Linked DNA regions of Mus musculus: all the other regions are linked to region 1. Evidence: chromatin contacts called from public Hi-C and promoter capture Hi-C data. All regions are on one chromosome and are shown on one strand. The core of a region is the stretch at or near the end of the contact, and the rest is flanking DNA. Distances in the headings are between cores, read along the strand shown. Region 1 holds the start of Apobec1 (apolipoprotein B mRNA editing enzyme, catalytic polypeptide 1). Region 2 holds the start of Lrrc23 (leucine rich repeat containing 23). Region 3 holds the start of A230083G16Rik (RIKEN cDNA A230083G16 gene).

What was found. Promoter capture Hi-C pulls out the DNA fragments that hold promoters and counts their contacts. A called contact is a pair of places that touch in the nucleus more often than the background predicts.
Region 2: a promoter capture Hi-C map of embryonic stem cells shows a contact between it and region 1, with 5 times the contacts expected there. The contact joins the promoter of Lrrc23 here to the promoter of Apobec1 in region 1. A contact is called at or near these places in 2 of 39 promoter capture datasets (embryonic stem cells and pre-B cells) and 1 of 115 datasets of contacts at active chromatin or transcription factors (embryonic stem cells).
Region 3: a Hi-C map of B cells shows a contact between it and region 1, with 5 read pairs. The contact joins the promoter of A230083G16Rik here to the promoter of Apobec1 in region 1. A contact is called at or near these places in 1 of 39 promoter capture datasets (embryonic stem cells) and 1 of 484 Hi-C or Micro-C datasets (B cells).

What each region holds. Positions count from the first base shown.
Region 1 is chr6:122,600,618-122,605,013 of GRCm38.p6, reverse strand. It overlaps Apobec1 (apolipoprotein B mRNA editing enzyme, catalytic polypeptide 1), which reads left to right and starts at 2,570. Exons shown (of 8, transcript NM_001134391.1): 1 at 2,570-2,757.
Region 2 is chr6:124,778,094-124,782,225 of GRCm38.p6, reverse strand. It overlaps Lrrc23 (leucine rich repeat containing 23), which reads left to right and starts at 2,499. Exons shown (of 8, transcript NM_001302555.1): 1 at 2,499-2,576; 2 at 3,080-3,214; 3 at 3,300-3,409; 4 at 3,881-4,132. The coding sequence starts at 3,098.
Region 3 is chr6:124,915,375-124,919,444 of GRCm38.p6, reverse strand. A230083G16Rik (RIKEN cDNA A230083G16 gene) reads right to left here and starts at 2,582. Exons shown (of 2, transcript NR_152158.1): 1 at 2,263-2,582. It overlaps Ptms (parathymosin), which reads left to right and starts at 1,499. Exons shown (of 5, transcript NM_026988.2): 1 at 1,499-1,885. The coding sequence starts at 1,841.

The DNA.
Region 1 (4,396 bases), core at 1,321-3,820:
AACAGGAGTTATAGACAGTTGTGAGCTGCCAGGTGGATGCTGGAACCTGACCCTGGGAGAGCAGCCATTGCTCTTAACCACTGAGCTGTCTTTCCAGCCCAATTCTTTCTTCTTCTAATTAGCTAGAGCTGACAGCTTGGCACAGCCCAGAGTTATTATCTCAGGGAGACTCAATGGGGAATTGCCTTGATCAGACCGGCATTCGGGTTATGTCTGAGGACATCTTATTGATGGTTGATTGATGTGAGAGGGCCCAGCCCACTCTGGGCAGTGCTACCCCTGAGCAGGTGGACCTGGGGTGTATAAGAAGAAAGCTGAGAGGCTAGAGAGATGGCTCAGTAGTTAAGAGCATGCGCTGCTCTTGCAGAAAACCAGAGTTCAGTTCCCAGCTCCCATGTACTCTAGTGCCAGTAAATCTCACACACACACACACACACACACCTAAAAATAAAATAAATAAATAAATAAAATAAGGAAGAAAAGAAGAAAGAAAAGCAGGTTGAGCAAACCATGAGGGAAAAGCCAGTATTCAGCATTTCTCCATGGTCTCTCCCCTTCAGTTTCTGCTTCCTGTTCCTCTTTTAAGTTTCTGCTCTGACTTCTCTCAGTGATGAATTGTTCTCTGGGGTGTAAGATGAAAGAAGTCCTTTCTTCTCCAGGCTGTGTTTGTTTGTTTGACACAGCAATAGTAAAGCAAAGCAGGACCTTTCTATAAAAGTTATTAAAAGGGAGGCTGGAGAGAAGGCTCAGCAGGTAAGAGGTGACTGTGGCTAAATTTTGTGCACTGGAGTTCAGAACCCAGCAACTATGTAACAAGCCTGGTGTTCTGCAAACACCTCTCACTTTGGTTCTGAGGGGTCCTACACTCTCTTCTGTACACACACACACACACACACACACACACACACACACACACATCTGGACTTTTTGTTTATGTGAGACAGGGTTTCTGTGTAGTCCTGGCCATCCTGGAATTCTCTCAGTAGGCTATGCTGGTCTTGAACTCAGAGATCCGCCTGCTTCTGCCTCCCATGTGCTGGGATTAAAGGCGTGCACCACTATCGCCTAGTTCAAAAATCATTCTTTTTATACATCTGTAATCCCAGCACTTGGGAGACAGAGGTAGGTGGAACTCTGAGTTGAGGCTAGCGTGGTCTATATAGAGAGTTATAGACAGCCAGAGCCACATAAAGAAATCTTGTCTCAAAAAGTAGGAGAAAAGAAGAAGAAAAGAAAAGAAAAGAAGAGGAGAGAAAAATAGTAAAAACCTTGTTGAAAGGATATTGGTGGGGTGGCCCACACCTTTAATCCCAGCACTCAGGAGGCAGAGGCAGGTGGAACTCTGAGTTGAGGCTAGCGTGGTCTATATAGAGAGTTATAGACAGCCAGAGCCACATAAAGAAATCTTGTCTCAAAAAGTAGGAGAAAAAAAGAAGAAAAGAAGAGAAAAATAGTAAAAACCTTGTTGAAAGGATATTGGTGTGGTGGCCCACACCTTTAATCCCAGCACTCAGGAGGCAGAGGCAGGTGGATTTCTGAGTTTGAGCCAGCCTGGTCTATAGAGTGAGTTCCAGGACAGCCAGGGCTACAGAGAAACCCTGTCTGGCGGGGTGGGGGGGGAGAAAGAAAGAAAAAAAGAAAGGAAGGAAGGAAGGAAGGAAGAAAAAAAGAAAGGAAGGAAGGAAGGAAGGAAGAAAGAAAGAAAGAAAGAAAGAAAGAAAGAAAGAAAGAAAGAAAGAAAGAAAGAAAGAAAGAAAGAAAGAGAAGGGACCAGACTGAAGCCATTTTGAATAAAACTTTCATTTTGAACAGAGGTCAAATAAGTTTAAGTTCCCAAGACCTCAGTGTTGAACTGACATCCTGTCTGGCAAGTTGAGACATGATTGCTAGGCAAGTCTCCCACCACAGTCGAATAAACCAAACAGTAGGAACAGGATGAATGTACCACAAAGACAAGTTCCTAGGGAAGACTTCTATCCCTAGATCCTAATTTGTGGGATAACTTGGCAGACTTATTTATTTATTTATTTTTAGATTTTTACACCCTAACATTTGGATACCAAACGCTAACCTACTTGAGCCCTTAAGCTGAATTAGCAGCACCTCGGACTGTTTTTCAGTCATCTGGACTCCCGGAGGTGAGCCTGTATTCTGCTTTCTGGTGGAGCCTCTCTAGGACCCAAGAAAGGAGAAAGTGGACGCAGCACTGCTCCGAGGGTCAGAGGAGGACAGGAGACGGCCCGCTTTTCACTGGTTTCCACTGAGGGAACATTTGCTTCTGGTTCTGGGCATGCTGGATTGCCCATGTCTGTCAGTCTGTGTCTGTGGTTTCATTTAGTTTGAATGTTGCTCTGTGTTTTATATCTGGAAAAACGGGCCAAAGTTCATCTGCTGGTTGTTCACCTCTTAGTATTTACCCATCTCAAGGATTTTCGGGGGGGGGTGTGGGGGGAAGCGGCCGAATCGGGACAACAACAACAATAATAATAACAACAAAAACTGATAAACTGGCACTGTGCCTGCAGCTGAGAGTCCTGCACTGCTGGTAAAGCCCCGCCTCCTGCTCGCCTGATGCAAACCCCTGCCGCCTGATCTAGCTGTTCGAGTTTCTCTAAAAGCGAAACCAGCAGCTCTTAAGCTTTCTGTGGTCAGGAAGCCGGTGCCTACTCCCGCTACAGAACCACGGTGCCCATGAGCGTTGGATTCTGCAGGCAGCAACAGCAAGGCGCTCCTCCCTTGAAATCAGATCAGGAAGAAGTAAGGGAAGTTTTGTCTGTTTTTGAATGTATAAATGTATGTGGCCAGTGCGTGTTTGCTTCTGACTGTTCTGTGTTCTGTATGTATTGGTTATAGATCATTGGCTCATAAGTCGTTGGATATGGTTAAAAATTTTTAGTATCTGTACCAAAAAGTTAACTTAAAACCAGTAACTCAGGGTTGGAGCCATTGTCCAACACATGGGATGGACCAGCCAAGGAAACGGGTCTCCAAAGATACTTTTAAATTGGAATAAGATTTTTATATAATTTCTGATCTGTCTTAAAAACCAAGTTTATAGAAAAAACTAGGAGGTATTTAAGCTGTATCTCCATGCGTTCTTATACAAGAACTTTTCTTGCTGTCAACTAAACTTTGTAACATAAAAATAACCCACTTATAATAACTTATAATAACTAACCCCTTTATAATAAAACACTAAGTTGCTTATACTGTTAAAATTTGGTTTTGTCTTCTAAGAATTACGGTTTGTGCTCCATGTCTTCATTCTTTAAAAAGGTACTTTGTTTTTCAAAAAACACACAATTGAGAGATTTTAAACTACTTTAACGAAAATTTTGGAATTTTACAAAAAATCAAAACTGGACATTTTAAAAACAGCTTTTAAAAAATGTTTTCATTTATAAATCTATGAAACATTTTAAATTTTATCAGATATTTTATTGTAATGTCTTTATTAGTATGTTATCTTTATTAATGCATAAATAAAAGACTAAAAATTAGGGTCACAGCTTAACACCAGAGACTGAAAAATTCCTGTCTTATGAGGCAATAAAACAATGACCATAGTCAGTCTGGTGAAGAACTCGGATACTAAAGTATTATAGCATTAAAAAAAAATTGAGAATCACTGGCTTAAAATTATGTTTCAAGATATAACTTAAAACAAATAGGGCTGGAGAGATGGCTCATCGGTTAAGATCACTGACTGCTCTTCCAGAGGTCCTGAGTTCAGTTCCCAGCAACCACATGGTGGTGGCTCACAACCATCTGTAATGGGATCTGATGTCCTCTTCTGGTGTGTCCGAAGACAGCGACAGTGTACTCATATAAATGAATCTTTAAAAAAAAAAAGAAACAACTTAAAGCAAATAACTAAAAATAGATATTTAACTCAGATACACTTGAGAGATACTATCAGAGAGCTGCTGAATATGGCATTTAAGGTATTTAAACTTACTATGACAGAGACTCTCAGATACTAGTAATGACCCCCGGGGTCTCAAGACAATGGACATAGGAACAAAGGACTCCCCCTGGACTGTGGTCCAGAAGTGGAAGCCTATTGGACAGGGAGGGGCAAGGGAGACAGGCTGGAAACTGGATCCAGAACCTCTTTGATTGGGCCCCTTTGCTGACTGCCATATTTACTACCTGCTCCTCATCGGGCCTTGATTCCCAACTCAGTTAAGCTCGTGGTCCTAAGAACCCAATACAATCCTTTACACCCTGAAACAGATAATCAAGGACTTGAGTGATATACAAACACTAGGAGAAGGAATATAAGAAGGAGCCAACCTGAAGCCATTTTGAGTAAAACTTCCATTTTGAATAGGGGTCAAGTAAAGTTTAAGCTCCCAAGACTTCCCTCGGAGACTGGCATCCTGGTTGGCAGAAA
Region 2 (4,132 bases), core at 1,250-3,749, 2.2 Mb before region 1:
GTGGTTGCTGGGATTCGAACTCCGGACCTTCGGAAGAGCAGTCAGGTGCTCTTACCCACTGAGCCATCTCACCAGCCCCTTGGTGGGTTTTCTTGCTCAGGAATTGGTAGCTTTTACATACACACACACACACACACACACACACACACACACACACACACACACACACACACCTTTCCTGCATAAGGTGCTAAGCTGCTTAGGGAAGCTGGAAAGGAGGGGTTCCCACCCAGGACAGCTCCTGCACTGGTATTTCACAAGGGTTGTAGGCTATGGCGGGAAAGGAGATGCACCACTCTGGACAGCTCCTGTGAGGCTGCAGGCTGAGGAGGAGTTGCCGTTTTTATCTATCTATCTATCTATCTATCTATCTATCTATCTATCTATCTATCTATCTATCTATTTTCACAGGAGCTGCCATTTACAACCACCGGCTGGGGTCACAAAAGCTGGGTTTGCCACTTTGACAGCTCTTGTGGCACTCCACAAGACTACAGGCATGGTGTCTCCTTTCTCGTTCTCGTGACAAGGCTTGAACTTGCTGTGTAGTCAAGGCTGACTTTGAACTTAAAACAATCCTCCTGCCTCAGCAACAAAGTGCTGGGATTACAAGACTGTATCACTTAACACACTTCCATTTGCAAAGCACTTCCAGTTTTCAGAGCACATTAATGTTTATTCTTTTTGCCTCTTAATCCCAGTACTTGGAAGGCTGAGGCAAGGTTGCTGTGAATTTGAGGCCAGCTTGGGCTACACAGCGAATTCCAGGCCATCCTGGGCTACATGGTGACATTTTGACTCAAAATATCATTTTTAATTTATTTTCTCGCCATAACCTCAGTACTGAGAACACGGGGTGGAAAGGGGTGGGGGAGGGGCAGGGATCTGTTTACTACCGGGTCAACCAAGTGCAAAACCACTTACATTGGTTTTTTTTGGAAAACTCTCTAATTCTTTGAGATAAACGCTGTTTCATTTTGAAGTAGCCCTGCCTAGCCCAGACCATTCTCCTGCTTCAGCTTACAGACAGCTGCTGTTCACAGCCGTGTGCCACCATGCATAATTCAGCAATATATTTATAGATGATATAGGCTGAAGAACACACAGCTTTGAGTAGCAGAGCTGTTTGGAACCCAGGATTTATGCTTTAAAGCTACCGCTGTTGCTAGAGCTCCCGTTCCTTGACACCAAGAGAACAGATTTGTCGATTACGTTCCCCAAACTCGACTGATCCAAAGGAACACTTTCTGACTTCCAGCCCACACATATTCCATCAGACCACTTTGCAATCTTTAAAAAGATTAGTTTACCCAAGTGTATGGTTGTGTGTGTATGTGTGTGTGGGTGGGGAGAGTATGTGCATGAAGGCCAGAGACATTGGATCCCCTGGAGATGGAGTCCTAGATGGTTGGGAGCCACCTTTTGTGGGTGCTGAAAACTCTGCAATTGCACGAGTGCTCTCAACCCCTGAGCCATCTAGCCTCCAATTTGCATTTTATATAAAGCAGGTAACAATTAGTCCCATGTGTTCCTGTATCAAGCATTCTCTTTTCCTTAGACTCCACAAGATAGTGTTAGTTGGGCATGGTTGCGCTCACCTGTAATCCCAGTGTTTAAGAGGCTGGGAAAGGAGTGACTTCGAGGCAGCCTGGCTTACATAGAAAGTCTGCTGCTTCAGAGGAAAACAGCAACAGCGAAGACACAGAGTAACTCAGCAGACTCCTCCCAGTTCTTAACGTTACGTTTATTCTACAGAATTCTAGAGGACTGCTAGTAATCAGCAGATCTACCAAGACTCCAAGCCAGACCTTTTATTTTTTAGATGTATTAATTTTATTATTTTATGTGTAGAGGTCAGAAGATGGCATCAGATCGCTAGAGCAGGAGTTACAGATGGTTTGTGAGTGCTGGGAATAGAGCTGGGTCTTTTAGAAGAACAGCCAGGGCCCTTAATCTCTGAGTTATCTTTCCTGCCAGAGGGGGTCGCAGGGGTCGCAAAGCTGGGTCTTAAAGGTTTGCACCACCAGGCCACCTTCGAAGTAAATGAGCGGAACCCGGCCAGCAACAAATCCCATAACTTAGTATTTCTTGCTTCTCTTCGTGCCTTTCCCCCCTCATCCATCTCCTTTTTGCTTCTTAGGTATAGTCTTAAAGCCCAATTCCTTTGCATCCGGACATCTAATTGCTTTAAGGACTTAATGGCCAGCCCCGCCTCCCTCCCGCTTCTCAGTGCTGCTGTTAATATTGGACCATTGTTTTATGTCCGCCGACAATTAACTCCTTGACACTCTTTTCTCGCCTTCTCCTGGTTCCTGGGATTAGAAATTTGGCCTCGTAACCTGGCAACTACTGAGCTACCCGCTGAGGGTGGAAAGAGGGGCGTTAGGGTTTTTGCTTTGCGGTTGAGGTACTCTAAACTCTCAACGGAAGCTGGCTGCAAAGCTAAGCGTCCCGCCCCTGTTGCCATAACAACAATAAATAACTCCGGCTACCCCGTTGCGTCTTCCAAAAAAACAGTCTTGGCGTCTCAGCACAAAGATCCTCTCCTTAACTACTTCTAGAGGAGCAGAGTCAGGGTCTGCGCCCACTTCTGAAGGCGAACTGGGTTGGAGGGTTGAAGACTTCGTGTCAGGGAAATGGTGGTGTTAAGCAAAGAGGCCGCATTAGAAGAGGGGTTGGGGTGGAAGGGAACCCAACCCGGAGGTGAGGTGTGGGTAAAGAAGGGGAGGAGGAGTAGGTAGGGGAGATTTTAGGAGGACATGTAGAACTGTATCAAAGGGAATTGAGGAAGGAGGACGCTGGGCTGCTGGGACACTGTTGGAGGCAAGTGACAGCAGGAACAGTCCGGGAGTGTGGGAAAGTGTCCTGAAGGGAGCAGGGGTGGAGTGGGAGGAGGCTCCGAGCAGAGACTGGGAGTCCAAAGACGGTCTCCAGCATGAGGAAAGATGCACAAGTGGGAGTTCAGAGGAGACAGACTGTATAGGGCACCTGTAGCTGGAGGTGAGGGACTGGAGGGTTGGGGGGGTGGGAGCTAAGACCTTCTTTCTCAGGACCAGGACTGAGTCTCATCTGACTCCAGAGCGCAGGGCAGAGAAAGATGTCGGATGAAGATGATGTGGATGACGTTGATGCAGAACAGGATGAAGTGGAAAGTGACAAGGAGATAGAGGAATGGGAAGACTACAGGAAAGAGACAGAAGAAGCCTCTGAGGAAGTGAGAGCCTGCTTCAGGAGGGCTCCCGGGGCTCGGGACTAGAGGGGAGCTGGAGAGGGATGCCTGTATTCCCCACCTCTTACAGTGGCTGCCCACCCCCATCACGGAGGCCATGATGAAGGAAGGGCTCTCATTACTCTGCAAGATTGGCAGTGGACTGGCTCACGCTTATATTAAGCTGGAGGCTAAGGACAGGTGAGGACTGCGAGACGGGAGCATCTCGTGCCTTCCCTCTCTCATTCCTGAGTGTTTGGGCTAGAGCTCATGGGAAGACATGGTGGGCTTCGCTTTTCAGAACGTCCGTCCGGGACTCTTAGGTGACTGGGAGGGTAGCTTAGCAGTGGAGAACTTGCCTAGTATGCACAAGGCTCCAGGTTCATTCCCAGCACCAAAAACAACACACTGAAGCTTCTGTGGAGGAGTCTCTGTTTGGCTCCGAGATGTAGCTTAGTAGTATGAAAGGTCGTCTGCCATGTGCAAGGCACTAGTTTTGATCTCTGCACTGAAAAACAAGAAGAAAACCCCACTTGCCTCCTCTTCCCCTCCGTCTCTGTCATCCCAGTACAAGGCTTCTCTGCATTGCTCTCTGTCCTAGCACCTGTGCCGTTTCTCTCTGGGTTCTTATCCTTTCCGGTGGATCTCTCCCCCCCCCCTCCCACCTCCTAGGGACCTCACAGACATCTCCTTACTGCGCTCCTATATCCATCTTCGCTATGTGGATATTTCTGAGAACCATATTACAGACATATCGCCGCTCAACAGTCTCACTCACCTCCTATGGCTCAAGGCCGATGGCAATCAGCTTCGGAGTGCTAGGATGAATGAACTTCCCTACCTGCAGATCGCCAGCTTTTCCTACAACCAGATCATAGACACTGAAGGCATCTTTCACCCCCGTCTGGGAAGCCTGGATCTCAA
Region 3 (4,070 bases), core at 1,333-3,832, 2.3 Mb before region 1:
CCAGGAAAAACCAGGGTGGGGCGCAAAGATTTATGAGACGAAGAAACTGAATTAAGAGTCAGAGAAACCAGGAGATGTGTATGAGAGATCAAACGATGGTGTGTTGACACGCTCACATGCTAAATGATGATGGAAGACCAACAATGGCTTCCCTTTTTTTCTAATTGGGGGGGGGGGTCGGGAAGGGGCAAGATGTATTGCTCAGGATGCCCTCAAACTAATGGCAATCCTCCTGCCTCAGCTTCCCAAGTGCTGAATAGGTCATCTGGCTAAAGGTGATGTTTTTTATTAAGGAAATAAAAATGATTAGGAAAAGGTGAGGGGTAATAATGACAGATCACACACACACACACACACACACACACACACACACACACACACACACCCCAAAGACAATCTTTTCCCAAAGCCCAGCCTTCTTCTTCATCCACCGTTCGGGCCTCAGACTGACAGGCCAGCCCGTCTCTTTCTGAATCTTAGGGTTCTCAAAAAATTATCTAAAGATTCTGAACCTAGGGGTGAGGCGCTGAGGACAAGGAACCCCGTATCTGGGCCCGTGTGTGCAAAGGACAATTGAATTCAGAAAGACTGGGGGGAAGACAGAGAAGAGCTACGAGAGGGAAAATGTACAAGGACAATCGGAAAGAGTTGAAAATTAGCTAAGTTTATAGGGCCAGGTGATAATCAGGTAAGAAAACAGTGTTATCTGGAGCAAAGTAAATTGAGACATAAGAGATGTAGATGGTTGTAAGGGAGGGGTCTCGGTCTATATGAATGAAGAGGTGAAGAGAAACACAAGAACCAGGCAATTAAGTGAGGTGAGACAGGTAAGAGGAGAGAAGAATAAAGAGGCAGACGAGAACATCAGAGGGCCCCTCACATCCCCCGAAACAGACTGGAAGGAACCCGACAAGGACCACAAATGTCAAGTCCAGCCGAGAGGCCCAGGCTGTCCTTTGTACTCTCACTTTCCTCCTCAAGGCCACCTAGAGAAGGCGGACAGGAGCGAGAAATGGAAGTGGCTCTGCAGCCTTCTTCCTCTCCTTTCAGCTTTTGGTTTCTCAAATACCTGCCCAGCCTCTACATCTACAGCCCCACTCCCTGCACCCCCACTTTAGCAAAATCCCAGGGCTAAAAGGAGGAGGTCAGCAGGAGTCTGGCCAGTCCGCCCCCAGGAGCCAGACTCCAGCTTGCAGGCAGTAGGCTGGCATTTGGAGCGGTGTCTCCCCGCAGGAACCCCACCCCTTCCCACCTCCTCGCCCCACTCCGCTCGCTCCCGAACCGTCAGTCTCTCCATTCCCCCGCCCGGTCTCGTCCTTCCTCCTGTCCCGCTCGCTCTCCCGCCCTTCGCTTTCATCCTCCTATCCCCACCTCTCCAACCTCCTCTTTCATCCCCCTCCCCTCTCCTCTCCTCCCCGCTCTCGCCTGCCCCACCCCTGGGAAGCCCCTCCCGTCGGGCAGCGCCGCCTTAAAAGCGGGTTCCCTTCCCGGGGGCGGCAGCGGCTGGTCGGCGGCAGCTCTGCTGGTGCGGGGGCGGCGAGCAAGACCGAGCGACCGCGACCGGAGCGCGCCGGCCACCGCCCGCATCGTCCTCCCGCCTGCCCGCCCGCCCGCCCTCCGGACGGCCGCAGCCCTGCGGGTCTCTGCTCGGGACCCACCCCCGCCCCACCCCGCGCGCCTCTGCCGCCTCTTGCAGCGAGCCAGCTTGCCGAGCGGCCGTCGCTGCCGCTGCCGCCGCCGCCACCGCGCCAAGTTCCGGCCGCGGCCACCCTCCGCCGTCCAGGGCTCCTCCGCCTCGGCCCCGGGACCCCGGCTCCCTGCCAGCCCCGGCCCCGGCACCATGTCGGAGAAGAGCGTGGAGGCAGCGGCCGAGCTGAGTGCCAAGGTACGGGCAGGGGCGGCGGCGGCGCGGCACCCGGGCGGCCCCGGGATCGGCGCGGTCCTTCGCGCCCGGTCGCCCCCGACGGCCCCGAGCGGCCCTGGCGCCCGGTCCCCGCGGACCCCGCTGCGCCCTCCCCCCGCTCGGAGCCCGGCGCTGCCTATCCCGCTCGGCACCACCGGCGCCCTCTAGCGGCCCAGCGCGCCGTGGCTCGGGCCTCACCGCCCGGCCTGCGCCCGGCCCCGCCATCCCCACCCCTCTCGTGCCCTGCCTGCCGCGCCCGCCTCTGCCCGGTCCGCCTTCTCGTCGGAGAGCGGCGCCTCTAGCTTCCCGGGCCCCATGTCCGAGCCGAGCCCCCAGGTCTCTTGCCACTATGACCTCACCTTTCCTCTGCTAAGCGGTTTGGGATCCTCAAGTGTAAACAGGACTCTCCCGGGAGGCTACTCCTCGGCTCCTCCCCTTGCCGCCCGACCGTCTGTCCTCGTCCCTGAAGGGCTGCTCCTCTCCACCCCCCCTTTTTAATTTTTAAAAAAATTTTTTGCCCATCTTCATTTGTTCTTCCTCTACTACCGATTTCCATTTTTTTTCCATTATCGCCTCCCCTCATGTTGAATTTCTAAAAATCAGAAAGACGGAGAAACGAGCCTTCGAAAAAGCTGGAGCTCAGCATCGCCTGACCATACGTCAAGCTATCTTTGCTCTCAGCAGCTGCCTTTCCCGGCCTCATCCCTTTGCCCTTGTCTCTCTTTCAGCCTTCCTCTAATTTCCCCAGGGAAACTGCGGAGTGCCGCTTAGGGAAATTAATGCGGCCAGGCTTGGGGGCTGGGAGCCCAGTCTTTTTTTTTTGGGGGGGGGGGCGCAGTATAGTTCTCGAGGTCCAAGTGGAAGGAGGGAGCTGATAGGATGAAAGGCAGTGGGAAGAGGGGACATGTGAGATCTGATAAGGTGTGCCTGTGTGGCCCTCCGGTGGGTTGTGCGGTGGCATGTGACTTCACCGAGTAGGCGTCTTTGTATGTCTGAGATCCAGCGAGTGTGTGGGACCGCCCGTGTCAGTTACATGTGTGCATGCGGAGACTGACTGAGATGTCCTGGAGGCATGTTGTTGCTTTGTGAGTGGCTACAGTGTGCTCCTGTGAGACTGTGCCAGAATGCCCAAACATTGGGCCATGTGTCTACAGAGTGAGTGGGTGCTCCCCTGCAGATGTGTGAGTTGGTGTTAGCCTGGGTGAGCTTCTGTGCCCCTGGAGAGGCCAGAGAGCTGCTTAGCAGCTGGGGGCAGGTCACATACCCTCCTGGACAAGAGATCATGGAAGGACAGTGACCAGGACAGGACCCAGGAGGAGAGGGGCCAACCCTGTGGACTTTGGTCTCTGGTATTCTCTCTCCCTTCCCCTCACCCCTCCATCAACCGCAGTAGAAAACTCAGGCCAGGGCCTGGCTCATGCTAAGCTGACTTAGTTCCTGCCTGGCCCGGGAGTGTATGAGAAAGCCCACCTGGTAATACAAGTGCCCAAACCCACCATGTGACAGAGAAGGAACGACAAATCAGAATGAGGAACCATGTCTGGTGTGAGAGGGTCCAAGTGTTTTGTGCTCTTCCTGAAGGGAGAAGGGAGTGGAGTGTCCTCAGGCCAGTCATTTTGGCACCTCTTCTACCTCAGTCTTGTTCTAGAAAGGACACGTACCTCTGGGGTGATCTACTTAGGAGAACTCCGGCCCACTTGGGATCGTGTACACAGAGTTGCATACTAACGTTAGATAAGAGCGGAGGAGAAGGTGGCCCCTGCCAAGGAGACATGGGATCTGTATGGGGTTGGAAGGCTGGTGTGTCCAGAGGGGCTTACCCACTGTCAGAATAGAATAGGACCTGCTGGGCTTTTGGAGTGAAGGCAGACAGCCTGGTGGGAGGGACTCTGGGCAGGTAACTCCCACCTGCCCGCCCGCCCCGGCGCACACTTGTTTGTTGTGCTTCCTCCTTCCTTGGCGGCAGGAAGGTGGAGCGCGCAGGGAACGCCGAGACTGGTTAGATTGGGGATAGAAACCGATGTGGGAACACGTTAGGGTGATCGCCACATCCCTGTGCCGTTAGGCCAGGTAGGAACAGGAGGATTAGGGAGACACAGCAGGGAAACAAAGACCCCAGAAGCTGACGGAGAAGCTGGGAGTGATGCCCAGGAGAGAGAGTACTTAG